Regions from separate parts of the Mus musculus genome. Here region 2 is linked to region 1. Evidence: chromatin contacts called from public Hi-C data. All regions are on one chromosome and are shown on one strand. Each heading gives the region's core, a stretch centred on a gene start, on an enhancer-like site or on the middle of the called end of the contact. The rest is flanking DNA. Distances are from core to core; before and after follow the strand shown. Region 1 holds the start of Bcat1 (branched chain aminotransferase 1, cytosolic). Region 2 overlaps Lrmp (lymphoid-restricted membrane protein).

Evidence for each region. A called contact is a pair of places that touch in the nucleus more often than the background predicts.
Region 2: a Hi-C map of bone marrow-derived macrophages shows a contact between it and region 1, with 41 read pairs. The contact joins the enhancer-like site here to the promoter of Bcat1 in region 1. A contact is called at or near these places in 4 of 39 promoter capture datasets (the C10 cell line, HPC-7-derived erythroid cells and pre-B cells), 3 of 15 datasets of contacts at CTCF or cohesin (CD8 T cells, large pre-B cells and pro-B cells), 16 of 484 Hi-C or Micro-C datasets (B cells, CD4 T cells, the CH12 cell line and 10 more), 11 of 115 datasets of contacts at active chromatin or transcription factors (the 230-238 cell line, CD8 T cells, the SCID.adh cell line and 5 more) and 3 of 9 other capture datasets (adipose tissue, liver and pancreatic islet).

What each region holds. Positions count from the first base shown.
Region 1 is chr6:145,071,320-145,079,085 of GRCm38.p6, forward strand. It overlaps Bcat1 (branched chain aminotransferase 1, cytosolic), which reads right to left and starts at 4,838. Exons shown (of 11, transcript NM_007532.5): 1 at 4,570-4,838. The coding sequence starts at 4,575.
Region 2 is chr6:145,146,199-145,153,964 of GRCm38.p6, forward strand. Lrmp (lymphoid-restricted membrane protein) reads left to right here. Exons shown (of 19, transcript NM_008511.4): 4 at 1,438-1,484; 5 at 1,582-1,646; 6 at 1,781-1,879; 7 at 3,089-3,159. Among named protein-coding and RNA genes, the nearest start is that of Lrmp, 28 kb to the left of the region's middle. Within about 2 kb of position 3,058, at least 45 of the 459 cell types and tissues checked have an H3K27ac peak or open chromatin away from gene starts, as enhancers often do. A contact at or near this core is called in bone marrow-derived macrophages and regulatory T cells, where this site is marked.

The DNA.
Region 1 (7,766 bases), core at 3,588-6,087:
CTTCTGTATAAAAAGTTTGATGCTCGATTTGACAAATTACATTCAGATTCTACACAACCTCTCCTGTATGCATCTATCATTCCATCCAACGCTTTGCCCACCTGCCCCAGAGACCCGTTCCACACAGACAAAGGGGCCCCGAGGGTCTGCAGCAGCTCTTTTCTTCCATTATTTTCTTATGTTTGTCTTTTCTATTTACTTTGATTCTTTTTCTGTATTTCCAGAATATTATTATTTAACATTTTCTCTTTCCTGAAGTATGGTAGTGCATGGTGGTAGATATCCCACACTCTGTGTTAACCCCCCCCCCAGTCAGTGGTAACCCCACTCAACAATAACCCCACACTCCATGATAACCGCACACAATCATACAAAAGTGGGGCCTGGAGAGATGGCTCAGTGGTAAAGAGTGCTTCCTGCTCTTCCAGAGGATCTGAACTCAGTACCCAGCACACCATCAGGCTGCTCACAAGCATCTGCAATTCCCAATCTAGGGGTTACAAGGCCATCTTCTGCCCTTTGACGGCGCCCACAGACATGTGGTACACACACTCACAGGGCACACACAAGTGGAAAAATGAAATAAATCTTTAAAAATAAATAAGAGTTAAGATCTTTTAATTATCTTTCCCGTTAACCAGTAAACACAAGACAGATGTTTTGGGAAAACCATTTTCCACCAAAAAGTCTTAGCCTATATGATAGAAAAGTGTCTGTGAGACATACCATGCTGGTACAGGTAAGATGTCTAATTTCTACACTATTTTAAGAGCATACACATTCATTTCTAAAAGTGATGTCATTCAGTGAGTGATTCCAAAGAACTATTCTGAGCAGTGGTGAACTGCTAGTTCCCCTAGAATTATTACATAAAGAAATCATATGGGCTGGGTGGCTCAGTGGGTAAAGCAGAACCATAAGGCTATGACCTCACGTCCCCAGAGCTCAGTAATGCCAAGTGAGGTGATGCTATGTCTTGGATTCCTGAGAACTCACAGGCCGGCTTCCCTGACATAACTCAGTAGCTAACAACAGAGACCCCATTTCAAACAAGGAAGGCAAAGAGTGTGAGAAGTTGCTCTCTGACCTCAGCACATAAGTGTTGGCATGTGTGTGCATGCACTTACACACATAAACATGCAGACACAAGCACATATCTTATACATACACACAAAAGACAATGTCTCCGTGAAATGGCTCCACGGGCAAAGGTGATTGGTAGCAAGCCTCGTCTCTTCAGTTCTATCCTGGTGACTCCCATAGTGGACAGAGAATAAACTCTCAAAAGCTCCCCTCTAGGGCCTGGAGAGATGGCTCAGAGAGTAAGAACCACTGGCCGCTCTTGCTGAAAACCCGGGTTCGATTCCTAGCATCTATATGGTGACTCAAAATCTGTACCTCCAGTTCTTTCTTCTGGTGTGCATGTGGTACACAGATCTACATGCAACTAAAGTATACATGAAAATAAATATTTTAAATTAATTAAAGAAATGTGACTAGCAGGCTTTGAAGGAATAGAGATGTCTTAGTCAGGGTCACTATTCCTGCACAAACATCATGACCAAGAAGCAATTTGGGGAGGAAAGGGTTTATTCGGCTTACACTTCCACATTGCAGTTCATCACCAAGGAAGTCTGGGCTGGAACTCAAGCAGAGCAAGAAGCAGGAGCTGATGCAGAGGCCATGGAGGGATGTTCTTTACTGGCTTGCCTCCCCTGGCTTGCTCAGCCTGCTCTCTTATAAACCCAAGACTACCAGCCCAGAGATGGTCCCACCCACAAGGGGACCTCCCCCCTTGATCACTAATTGAGAAAATGCCTTAGAGCTGGACTTGTGGAGGCATTTCCCCAACTGAAGCTCCTTTCTCTGTGATAACTCCAGCCTGTGTCAAGTTGACACAAAACCAGCCAGTACAAGAGAGAACTCTTGCCAGTCATCTCACAGCAACACCACAGAAAGCTTTCTATGAAGCATGCATCCTGAAACCCCAAAAGGCGTAACCAACCCAGATACCCAGGCAGAGTCTTTATTTCTGCACTTAAGTAAGGTCTTCAGAGTAGCCCTAACCTCTCAGTTGGTGACAGCTTCCAAGCAGTTCCCTCATGGACACAAATGAGATGGGAATAAGACCCACAATCACAAAAACAACCAGGGAGTCACTGTAAAATAGCGTTTCTCCTCCTGAAGTAACTGTCGTCTGCTGGCTTACCACCTCCATCTGCTAACCTAAGCCTAGACCTGGAAGCTTCTAGCCTCTGTACAATCTTATCTTGGCCTAGAATGCTTTCAGCCTCTGAGACTTACTGCTCAATAAACTCATCCCTTCCTAGCTCTTTCTGAGCTCTGGCTGGCTGGTGCAACTCAGCTGCTCTGGCTCAAGCTCCTCTCCAAGCTGACCGAAGCAAACTTGCTTCAGTCAGCTCCTGACTGAATTGCTCTGCTTGGCCTCAAACTAACGTTGGCAACGTCTGGCTCCTTCTCATTCGCTGGCTCGTTCTGTCTTCACCTGTGTCTAGCTCGTTCTCTCTCTGCATCCTGTCTCTCTATAACTGTCCTGGTAAAACTGCCTTCTTCCTCTCTACTGGTCTCTCTTAAGTGGCACCCCATTCTTCTCTGTTCTTGTGAGACTTGGATGTACCCTAGCCTGTCACATCTTTCTCTGGTTGGTCGCTTTGTCTGCCACTCTATTAGACAGCACTTTCAAACATGGGTGTTTCTTTTTTACCAGGCTAGTCTCGAACCCAGAAATCCGCCTGCCCCTGCCTCCCGAGTGCTGGGATTAAAGGCGTGAGCCACCACGCCCGGCGGGTGTTTCTTTCTACAAACTAACTTCACCTTCATTGTTCAGGAGAGATTAAAGGTGTGTGCTAAGGGCAGAGCCTAAGGGCAGAGCCACACTGTAACACAGACTCAGGGTTCACAGTGTGATCAAATATCCTGCAACATCACAGGTACACCAGAAAGCTTTATCAAGTTTTTAACTTCCTTCCAAAAAGTTCCAACCCATTTCAAATATAAAACATCAGGATCCAATGAGCTGAAAATAATTCTTACAGACTTTCCCCCGCAACTCCCCCACCCCCACCCCAGGGTCCCCTGCAGCCTAAGGTGGCTAGGGGCTGCTGCCAAGGATAGCCCTGAACTCTTGATTCTTCTCTCTCTACCCCACAAGCACTGGGACTACAGGTATGTGTTAAGCCTGGCCCTCAGAGACATTTAAGAAAAAAAAGAAAAAGACAAAGAAAAAAACTTTCCATCATTTGTCTCTGACTCAGAAAGCAAATTAAGATGAAACACACCACTCACCCCTGCACCACTCTCTCCCAACAAGGCAGTAAGTAGCCATCTTGGCTTAGCCCCCTTCATTAGTTATACAGATTTGAGCCTTGCCAAGGGGACCACAGCTGGGGAATTTAAACCCCTTGCTCAGCTGGCTTGTGGCTTCCAGCTTTTCCCTATACACAGACTGCCCATCTATGGAGTCTAGGAACTTATATTTTAAGGTAGATATATACAGAATGAACAAATGATTAAGAGAGATAGTGAATACATTAAATGCATGTGGATAAAATTATAAAGGCATATGATTTAGTGAGATAAGGTAAAGAATGTAAAGAAAAGGAGAGAAGAGAGGGGAGGCAAGGAGAGGAGAGAGAGATGAGAAGAGAAAACGAGAAAATTAGAAAACGAGAAAATGAGAAAACGAGAAAAAGGAAAAGAGAAAAAGAGAGAGAAAAAGAGAAAGGGTATCTATCTATCTATCTATCTGTCAGGGCTAGGAGCGAGGGCGGCACAGTGGGGATGGAGACGTGACGTGTGGATTCCCTCCAGCTAGGCTTGAGCAGTCTGAGTGTCTAACTTCCTCCGCCTCCTCAGAAACTGAAACGTGGCTCCGCTCTGTAGCTCCCCGAAACCCACGTTTTATTACTCGAATATTCCTTGCGGGAGACTAGGTGACTGCACAGCCGACAGAGCATCATTTCCCTTCGGAAAGGAAACTTTTCAGATCTGGCAGTTTTTCAGACAGCCAGAGCTCTGGCTCTGGAAAATATCTTAAAACGCCTCAGGCTGGCCTCTGGGCTAGCTATCTCAGATGATAATTAGAGTTCACCGCCTGCACTCTCTGGTCCTGAAGCTCGAGTGGTCCGTAACTCGGAAGCTTCCACTTGGAACCTGGACCTTAAAAGACAAGCGATCTGCTTTCGGCAGATAAGAGGGTCCTCCTCCCCCTTCTATTACAACTACCCAGAAGAGCGTCCGAGCATCCTCGCCAAACCCTATCTCTGGGCAGCTCAAACGCAACGATACGGTCCTTCTTCCCGCCTAGGGAGCATGTAGGAGAGGCGCTGTGGCATCCTCTAAATCTGGGTACCGCATTTACAGAACCAGGACAAGAACCGGAGCGGGAGCATCTGCGGGTGGATACGAGGCCAGATCCCCACGCTTAGTAGCCCAGGACGGGGGACAAAGCAAGTTGGTCCTTCCATCCTCCTCTCTCCACCCAGTGTCCGAGATATTCCGGGTGGGTGAGTAGCTGCATTCCAGCATGAACTTCAGCAATACGCTTACCTTCATTTCTCGTGGCTTGGGTCGTGGCTCCGGCTCCTGGGTGCAAATGTGAGTCTCCTCTGGAGGAGGCGGCTGTGCAGTGACACGTGGCGCTCAGGGTCGGTCGGCAAGCGCGGAAGATGGAGAGCTGGGCGCGCTCCGCTGCGGATTGCATCAGCAGCGACTGGCTCAGCCGCGAGCTACAGTCCGACCTCTGGCTCACTCCAGGGTGGAGACACTGATCCCCTCCAGTGATTTGTATCGCAGGAGGGGAGGTAGCAGAGGAGGACAAATCTGAAAGCGTCTTTGATTCATTTGCTACCTCCCCAGTCCCTCCCCCAATCATACGCTGTACTAGGATCTAGTCTCAGAACTGGGAAGTTTTAAGGTATATTTTGGATAATAAAGAAGAGTTTGGGTTTTTCCGTCTCGCTCTCACGCTCCACACCCCACAGACAACTCTCAAATACAACCACTCTTACCAACTCCTTTTCTCTCTAATTTTTATAACATTTAAATAAATATAATAGATTTTGAATAGGAGCGGGTGGCTAGATGGACAGGGACAGTGGTGGATAAGGGCCAACTGGCAGGAGCCGGTTCTCTCCTTCCACCATCTGAGCCCTGGATGGAACTCTCACTCTCAGTCTGTGGTCTACGCTCTGTAGTCGTCTCTTAGTTTGCATCCTTTGATGTGCACATACAGAAGTAATTTAATGTGAAATGGTCCTCACCACCTGATAACTTCCTTCCTGCGTCCACACAAGCCTCAGGCAAGGCTCCCACCGATGGGATTTCAGTTGAGGAGAGGATCTCTCTGAAAATCTGAAAACTTTCTTTTTAGTAAATCTAAGCAGAAGGCTTTGCTGTGAAATTTTCATTCTTAACTCCCTAGGAGAGAATAGGCTTTTCCCCGACCATGTTTTGCCTGTATCCTTTGTTTGTTTGTTTGTTTGTTTTAGATTTATTTATTATATGTAAGTACACTGTAGCTGTCCTCAGATATTCCAGAAGAGTGCATCAGATTTTGTTACGAATGGTTGTGAGGCACCATGTGGTTGCTGGGATTTGAACTCGGGACCTTCGGAAGAGCAGTCAGCACTCTTAACCACTGAGCCATTTCGCCAGCCCTATTTATTTTTTTAAAAATGTTTTCTTTCTTCTCATTTTTCTTTTCTGACTTATTTATGTGTGAGTTCACCATCACTGTCTTCAGATGCACCAGAAGAGGACATCAGATCCCATCATAGATGGTTGTGAGCCACCGTGTGGTTGCTGGGAATTGAACTCAGGACCTCTGAGAGAGCAGTCAGTGCTCTTAACTGCTGAGCCATCTCTGCAGCCCTTGTTTTTCTTTTCTGCTGCTTGGAATGAAACTGCCCAGGTGAACAATGAATAGCTGAATTATCCTGACAAATGTACTGAGTTATCTTTGCACCCAGCACAACAGCAACAACTTCTTCCCTTCAGAAGACTGTAGTCCAGATCGGTTTTAACTCAAGCAGCGCTGTGGGCTTTAAGTGGTGAGTGTAGACATCCTGGGTTATTGTTCATACGATGGAGCACTGATCCACAGTAAGAGGAAATGAAGCAAGGCGTTGAGCTGCCTGCCTGTAGTCCCAGCAACTCGAGTCTGAAGCAACACACACACACACAACACATGTGCACCACACACATACCACACACACACACACAACACATGTTCACCACACACATACCACATACACACACCCCCCACACACATACAACACATGTGCACCACACACATACCATTCACACAAATACACTCCACAGGCTCACACCACATGTCCACATGTCCACACACACACACCACAACAACAAAAGCAGTTATGTGTATACCATGGACAAACCTTGAAAACATTGTGCAGTTTGAAAAGAAGCTGGTATGTGGTGGCCAATCTGGTGAATCAGTGCAAGACTTCCTAACTTGGATGTCTAAGATTTTCTAGGTCTGGGCTATGGCTCAAGCACTAGAGTGCTTGCCCGAATCCACCCAGCCCTGAGCTCAGTCCCTCGGTCACCTGGGTAGTGAGGAGAAAGGAACAAACCAGGAAGGGAGGGAGAAGACAGAGAAAAGGTGATAAAATTGTTCTAAAATTAGGTGGGAGCCATACACTAAAAACCATTGCAGAGTTTCATTGGTGGGTCGGTTGGTCGGTGGTTGGTTGGTTGGTTGGTTGGTTGGTTGGTTGGTTGGTTGGTTGGTTGGTTTGCGACAGGATTTCACTGTGTGAGCCTAACTGGCTTAGGAGTCACTTCGATCTACCTGCCCCTCCCCCATGGGCACTGAGCTAAAAGGGTGTGCCACCCTGCCTTGGGCCACCTTGTTTAGCTGAGGTACACATGTGTTGGAGATCAGGCCCTGCCCTCCCCTGAATTACTCCATAGTGTAGAATAATACAGTGGTTTTTCTCAGTTGGTGCATTGCCCTGAGAGAACCACTTATAAGCAGCTTTTGTATTCCATTCTAATGGAAGAAGGAAGACTGCGCACACAGGAGGAGGTAGATCCAGAAATGGCAGCATCTGTCAGGAGCCACCCACCCAGCACAGGGCTTATTCCTAAAGGGACTAAGCTCAGAGCCAGGCTGACTCCATGACAGGCTACAAAGTGACAATTTGGGAGACTAGGCCTAAGCTTTTCTTTCCCAGAAATGAAAACCGGGATCCAGGAACCAGTGGTGAGACAGCCATAGCTTCAGGCAGCCAATCCGTGGATGCCGTGTCATCTGGCCTGAAGTAAGAATTAGGTAGTTAAAATGAATAAGCAACCCTCCAGGGAGGTCTCTGGAACCTAACCAAATGTAGAATTAGTCAGACCCCTAGAGATAGAGCTAACCAATCAAGGTAAAAGGGCACACGCCCTTTCCTGAAATTCCCCTAAATGACAATAAAAGCTGGGCCTGTGGGTCCACTAGGTGTGTCCATTCCCAAACGGGGAGACCCCTGCATGCAGGTTATTCAGCTGGATAAGCACTCTTCATTTTCCCATATTGCTTGAGTTTGGGGGTATCATTCACTGGTGAATCTCAAACCCTAACATTCCTAGGCAGAGAAAGGGGGCACAGTATACGTTTACTGGGGAAAACTGAGACAAGGAGGGCACACAGATATATTATAATCATATCAGGGGAACAAGACTCCAAAATGTATCAGACCTGCCAACCAAAGTGTGACACCCCCCTCACTGAATTCCCA
Region 2 (7,766 bases), core at 1,808-4,307, 73 kb after region 1:
TTAGACTTTTAAAATAGAAGGTTTGCAAAAGAAATTGTTTCCTCTTCTGCCCCTTCTGGAAACCTGTTTAATGAAGCGGGAACACTCTTCTAAGTTCAAGTGTGAGCATCAAGGTGCCAGCCGACAAGCTTGGCGTTATCACCGCAGCTAGTCAATGCTGACGTGGCTTGTGTTAAGGCATCATAAATGATTTTAGAGAAATCAATTCTTGATTTTTTTTATTATGTAAAATATTTTTTTTAATTTTATTTAATCTTTTTTAAACAATCCAGATTTTTATCCCCCTCCCAGTCTACCCTCTGACTATTCCACATCCCATATCTCCTCTCCCCACCTCCTGCCCCCTCCAACCCCACCCCACCCCCATCTCCATGAGTATGTCCCCACCCCACCAGAACTCCCTACTCCCTGGGGCCTCCAGTCTCCTTAAAGGTTAGGTGCATCTTCTCTGACTGAGCCCAAACCCAACAGCTCTCTGCTGTATGTGTGTTGGGGGCTCATATCAGCTGGTGTGTGCTGCCTGGTTGGTGGCCCAGTGTCTGAGAGATCTTGGGGGTCCAGATTGACACTGCTGGTCCTCCTACAGGGTCGCTTTCCTTCTCAGCTTCTTCCAGCCTTCCCTAATTCAACACAGGGGTCAGCTGCTTCTATCCATTGGTTGGGTGCAAATATCTGCATCTGACTCTTTCAGCTGCTTGTTGGCTCTTTTGGAAGGCAGTCATGTTAGGCCTCTCAATTCTTGATTTTTATAAACTATGATAGCCAATGAAATGGAACAATATTTAAAACTTCCCCGGTTTATAGATTCTTTCATGTGCATACTGTATATACGTAAAACTGTAATCACTATGTATTTAAATAGTGCATAGATAGGGCCAGCCTCATTTAGCATCCTGTAGGTGATACAGAACAGTTCTTCAGCATCTGATAATGACCCCAGCTGGCTACGTGAAACAAAACATCTCACTATGTGGAGATATCTACAGCTATCAACCAAACATTTTAAAATGCAAAACCAAAAATAAGTAAGAGTTGTGAGGAAATTTAATAGAAGCTTAAGCAGTGACACAGAATCTTATTTTTGAAGTTTGAGCTTTTTTATTTTTATTTTTTTAGTATTTGAGAACACACGAAAAATTAATATTTAATTTAAAAATAATTTTATGTCCATGTGTCCTTGTGAATGAATGCACATGCACATGCAGGTGCTGGCAGGGTTGGGGCTGGAAAGGGGGTATCAGATCCCCTGGAGAAAAACTTACAGGTTCTACAGAGCTGACATCCGAGGAACCAAACTCGGGTCCTCGGCAAACGCTGCAAGCCCTCTCACTGCGTAAATAGTGACTCATTTAGCACTGATGGGGATACGTGCCTAAAGCGACCTTCCTGGGATGGTCACTGTAGATCCCTCACCATGTGTCTCCTTGTTCCCTGCAGGAGAATGGTGCTGACCACTTGTATTCCGAGAGCCCGTCACAGCTCAGGTCTGCCACATTTATGAACTTGGATGTGTTTTCAGTTGGGCTTTAAGAGAGTTATTTGCCGAGCGTGTTGAAGATATTTCTTGTGTCCGTTTGTCAGGGAGTATCTCACACAGCCATCGTCTGAACAGACTTCATCCTCGGAGAGCACTGTGACGTCAAGTGGTAAGTAGCTCTGCGAGAGAGGAAATTGGCGTTCTCGTTACCAACCGGCTTAGGTGTGTGCAGACGAGAGGTGGCGCCCAGGCAAATGCTTCTTTTGTGTAGCTCTCCTGCTGTCCGCCTTTTCCCGTTGGCAGAGTCTGGATCAGACATTTTGCACATGGCTTCTGGTGACCTTGACTGCAAACCTCTCTGTGAGAAGGAGGAGGAAGCAAGAGCCGCCTCTGCCATGCAAGGTACAATGTCGATGAACTCCAGGGCAACATGTGAGCAAGCCCCTAAGTGGGGCCTACAAACTAGAAAAGCCAGTGGGAACAAAAATCACAATATATTATAGTAGGCCTTACATATTGCCATCTGACAGAAACTGACTGGATTCAGTCAGGTCTGATCAGCTGGTAGGAGAGAGAGAGCACACCCTTAGAATAATGATGAGAAAATCAGGTCGGAATAATGGAACTGTTAGCCCAGGTCCACTAGGAATCCAGGGAACCAGCCAGGCAGGCTGATCAGGTAGGTCCATATGGCTCCCAAGGCAAAGCACTTCTCTATGGCCATCTCCAGTGAGACATCATTATGGCTGACAAATTTTAAGATGCTGACTGGCCTAGAACTCACTATGTAGACCAGGCTGGCTTTAAACTCACCACACCTGGCTAAATCCTATGCCTTTTGATTCCAGAACCTTCAGTTGTATGTAGGTCTAAAATTGGAGGGAAAACTGAAAACTTCCATGGGGAAAAATAATATTTTTTTTAAAAATGATATCTATTTTGTTATTCTTTCTTTTTAAAATTATATATATATATATACACTGTCTTCAGACACACTAGAAGAGGGCATCGTATCCTGTTACAGGTGGTTGTAAGTCACCCTGTGGTTGCTGGGAATTGAACTCAAGAACTCTGGAAGGACCACTGAGCCACCTCTCCAGCCCTTATTATTTCTTATAGTCTTTTATAACACTGTAGGCTGATTGTTTCTTGAGAAGTGCCACATGTTAGGTAGTGTTCTCCCAGCATTCTGTGCACTGTGCAAAATGAACAGAACTTACCAAGCATGACATTGTCCCCAAAGGGTCCCTTTGCCCAGTTTCATGCTCTGAAGCATCCATGCTTGGTGGAATGCCTTGATCATTACCAGCCCTGTATATACCACAGGGCTTCTGGCATTAGAAAAAGGCATAAAGAAACACTCAGTCCTCCGTTTGAAAGGGCACTCTACAGACTGGGGAACTTTCTGCAGCTCAGCTCCTGCGAAGGCATAGGGGGTGGGGGGCGGGCCTCCTCCGTTTGTGCAGAGCAGACTTCGTGCTGCGGGGCCTCTGACTGCAGTCACGTGCCAGCCTCTGTCCTTTGCTGGTCTACCCACATCACCACCCTGCTGCTTCTTCCTCTTTTGATTGATGCATCTCCAGCCCTTCCCTGTGTTTCCTCTTCTTACAGGCACCAGCCTAGCTCCTGCTGCTTATGGAGACTACACGAGTGTGGGCGTGGCCAAGGCTGCATCCCAGCTGGTGAGGAAACAGTGATAAGCTGTAGGATCTGTCCCTCTGAATTTATGTCACACTCTTTAGAAGTCTCATCGTACACTTTCAAGATATTAAGAGAAAAATCTAACTTACTAGAATTTAGTTATACAGCCCGGGTATTACTGACTTGGGCAAGGTCACACACTGAGCTCCAGTGTAGACAGCCTTGTTCCACACTGTCATGCACTCATTCACTCACTCATTAATGCGTCAGACGTCAACCAGAAACAAGGTGATGAGGGCATTACTGCACATGGTTGAGCAAAACAGCAGCTATGAGTGAATGTGTGACAATGTGTGTGAGTGTGTACATGTGTATGAGTGTGTGTGCACATGTGAGAGTGGGTGTGCACATGTGAAAGCGTGTGTGCGCATGTGTATATGAGTATGTGAGAGTATATGTGTGTGCATGTCATATGAATGTGTGTGAGAAAGTGAGTGTGTGTGAGTATATGTGTATGTGCATGTCATGTGAGTGTGTGTGAGAAAATGTGTGTGTGTGAGTATATGTATATGTGCATGTCATGTGAGTGTGTTTGAGAATGTGTGTATGTGAGTGTGTGTGTCTGTAGGATGTCTCAGCAGAAGACTGAGGCCTATGTGTGTGAGTGTGTAAGAGTGTGTGTGAGTGTGTGCATGTGTTTGTGTGTGTAGGATATCAGCATAAGACTCTGAGGAGGCCTGGGAGAGTATGTTTGTGTGTGTGTCTGGTGTGTGTGTGTGTGTGTGCTCACAGCATGCTGATCAGACATCCCAGTCACTGGTATCAGAGCCCAAAAGGTCACAGAGGAAGAGCCATGGGGGTGGCATAGAAGGCAGACTAGAAGTACTGAGGCTGTGGAATATATTATTATAAGGTTAACACAAAGACCCACAGAAAGCAGGGGAACTCCGCCCATGAGGAAAGACCCACTGAGAGGCTGGAGGCTGCACTCTAGCTTCACGGATCTCCAAGGCTCTTTATGTTTTGCTCCTTCAAGTGTGTGAGAGTGTGTGTGTATGAGTGTGTGAAGTGTGTGTGTGAATGTGTATATGAATGTGTGTGAGAGTGTATGAGAGTGTGTTTGAGTGTGTGTATGAATGTGTGTGAGAGTATATGAGAGTGTGTGTGAGTGTGTTTGTATGAATGCGTTTGTGTGAGTGTATGTGAGAGTATGTATGTCTCAAAGGTGACTGATGGGTCTGTTATTTGGAATTATCCTTTAGTATGGGGTGTAGCTAAGATGCCACACTGTCTACTATAGAAGCCTCTGTCTCCTCTTATTAAAAATTAGAGCAAGTTCCAGTTCTGTTGTCATAGCTCAGAGACGGGAGGTGGTGAGGAACATGGGCTCTCAACTGTGAATTACTGTAAATTACTGATGGGCACAAGTGAAGGCAGGCCCAGGCCCACAGTTTAGCCTGCAAGATGAACGCATGCAAAGGAGGCAGGTGCAGGTTCAGAGCTGACCCTGTAAGAGTAAATGATGAGAGGAGGGAGGGAGGAAGAAGGGTAGAATTTGAGGCAAAATAAAAGCAGTGTGACAGACAAGATTTCACAGTGCTGTAAGTCCACCCAAGGAGGAGATGCACATTCCTGTCATCAGACAAGTGTGTGGGTGGGATCTCCCAAGGACTGGCAGGCAGGCTGAAAGTACTGAGGCTCTGGAATATATTATTATCACCTACTAATGCTATTATTTTTTATTTTTTCTGATAGGATCTTATCATATAGCCCAGGTTAGCCTAGAGCTTGTGATGGTTGTCTCAGCCTCCTGAGTGCTGGGATTACAGGTGTACGTACATATACTGACACATTCAAGGATAATAGAGCCTTGATGGACTATCTGGGGTCTAAGCAGAGAATACTGTGTTGAAGGGGGACTGTCGCATGACACTGGGAACTCGTGTAACGGGGAAGTGGAGGGAACACTAGTCTTCAGGGAGGAGGGATTTGTAGACCATTTTAGACGTTGCTGTGATCAAGTCAGAAAGAGAGTAAAGATGATTTGTATGGTTTGAGAAGTCCTGGGCACAGGTGGGATAGGAGTTGTTGTAAATGGAGGCCATAGCAACAGGTCCTGGACGCCTGGCTAAGACAGGCAGGAGTCCTGAGGCCCTGAGATGCATTGAAGGACAGCTTGAGAAATTGAGCACATTTCCCTGTCCTGAGAAGGAGCTGGGCCTGTTACTGCATTTGTCACATTTTATGGAAACCATCTCTCTTTTTAGGCTTATTTTCTTTTATTGAAATTAGATTTTTTATAAGCTATTTTCTGATTTGTCTTCCCAACTGTTTATAGTCCCTCTCCATCTCCCCTTCCATCCAGATCCACACCCATTCCGTCCCTTGTTAGCAAACAAACAAGCACCCAAGAAATAATAATAAAATAAGATAAAAACAGGTCAGAACAGGACAAAACAAACAGAAGGAAGAAGCCAAAGGAAGAAGCAAAGAAACACACACGGACACGGGAAACCTGCAAAAACATAAGAAGGAAGCCACGATGTGTATGCAGAGGGCCTATAATGAAAAAATAAATCAGTTTAAGACAAAGAACCTGTAAGGATGCCATTGACTTTGTTTTGTGTTGGCCATCTACTGCTGGTTAGGAGGCCCACTCCTAAGAGTAGACTAAAGTTTTATTTGCAAGTAGTTTTCAACTAGAGATAGCTTCTGGGTTAGGAATAAGGACTTGTGTTCTGGTGCAGACTTCTGGTGCAGACTTCTGGTGCAGACCTGTGCAGGCCCTGCGCATGCTCACAGAGTCTCTTCATGTGAGTTCATGTGTGTCATTCATGTGAGTTCATGTGTGTGTCAGTCTTGCCATGTCTAGAAGGTCTTGTATCCTGGGGTGTCCCCCATCCTCCCTGGCTCTTACATTCTTTCCACATTTTCTGTAGAATTCCCTAAACCCTGCGGGGGCAGGATCAGGGTGGTGATAGAGACCATTTATGGCTGTGTGTTCCAAGGTAACTCTGCACATTGTCCGTCCGTGGGTCTCTGCGTTTGTTCCCATCTGCTACAGGAGGAAGCTTTTGACGATGGCTGAGCAAGGCTCTGATCTATGAGTACAGCAGAATGTCATTTATTGCTCGATTCCTTTACCACAACAGTATTACCTGGTTTTCCTCTAGGTTCCTGGCCTATTCTGTCTCAGGTTCTTGGCCACCCACACAGTGTTAGGATGGGTTCCATCTTACAGAGCAAGCCTTAAATCCAATCAGACCTTGGTTGATTACTCTCATTCTTTAACCTGACCAGTGCAAGCAGGTCACCATTGTCCAGGGAAGGCTTTGTAGCTGGGTTGGTGTTGGCCTTTCTCCTTTGGTAGCGTGCAAAGTTCCTTCAACTACCGTGAGTACTTGTGCATAGGAGTGAGGGTTCCAGGCAGGCAAGAGATTGACGTCTCTGGGTTCCAAGAGTTGTGCTGGTGTGGAGACCAACCAGTAGCTTTAGATATAATAGTTTGGGGGTTCCCATGGAACCCCTTTGGACAACAACTCAATCAGACGTAACTCCTTCGCAGTTCTAGAAGCTTCATTTGGTGTTAACAGTGTCCAGCCGGGGGCTCTGTGTCCCGTTACCTGGCGATTTCATCTAGGTTTCCTTCTCCCATGGATATATTTTAGGAAGCTTCTAGTGTGTTGGGCTTCCCTGTGACCCCCACCCTCATCCCCAAATGGCCCTTAGTTTTAGCTGTCTCTCCTCATGTTTTCTCTCTCACACACACCCTCTTCCTCCCACTTCCCACTGGATCCTTCGTTCTATTCCCCAGCCCTGTTTCTCTCCACCTATTATTCTATTTCTCCTTCCTGGATGCAAGGGAGATGCACACCTTGGCCATAGTCCTTCCCTGTGCCTCTGTGGTTATACAGATTGTAGCTTCAATGATTGAACAGCTAACACCCACACAGAAGTGAATGCATACCATATTTGTCTTCCTGGCTCTGATGACCTAACTCAGGGCGATTTATTTATTTATTTATTTATTTATTTATTTATTTATTTATTTATTTATTTATTTATTATTTTTGGAGCTCCATCTACTTACCTGAAAATTTCATGATCTCATTTTTTAACCTGATTTATATTTAGCCAATATTGCCCTATGTAAATGTACCATATTTTTTTCTCCCACTCATCTGTTGATGGACATCTAAGTTGTCTCCAGTTTCTGGCTGTTGTTGAATAGAGCCTCAACATGGTTGAGCAAGTGTGTTTGTGGTAGGATGAAGTGTCCTTTGGGTATACGCTCAAGAGTGATACAGCTGGATCTTGAGGTAGATAGTTTCCCAGCCTCCCGAGGAACTTTGACACTGATGTCCATAGTGGCTGTACATGTTAGCACCCCCACCAGAAATGGCTGGCATGAGCTGTTCTTGATTTTGTTGGTCTTGGCCATTCAGACTGGTGTAAAATGCAGCTGTGATTGGCATTTCCCTGATACCTGAGGACTTTGGACATTTCTGTGTTTTTCAATCATTTGAGATTCCTCTTTTAAGAACAATCTGTTTAGATCTGTACCCCTTTTTAATTAGGTTATTTGTCTTCTTGATGCCTAGGATTTTTTTTAAAGTTCTTTTTATATTTTGTACATTAGATCTCTATT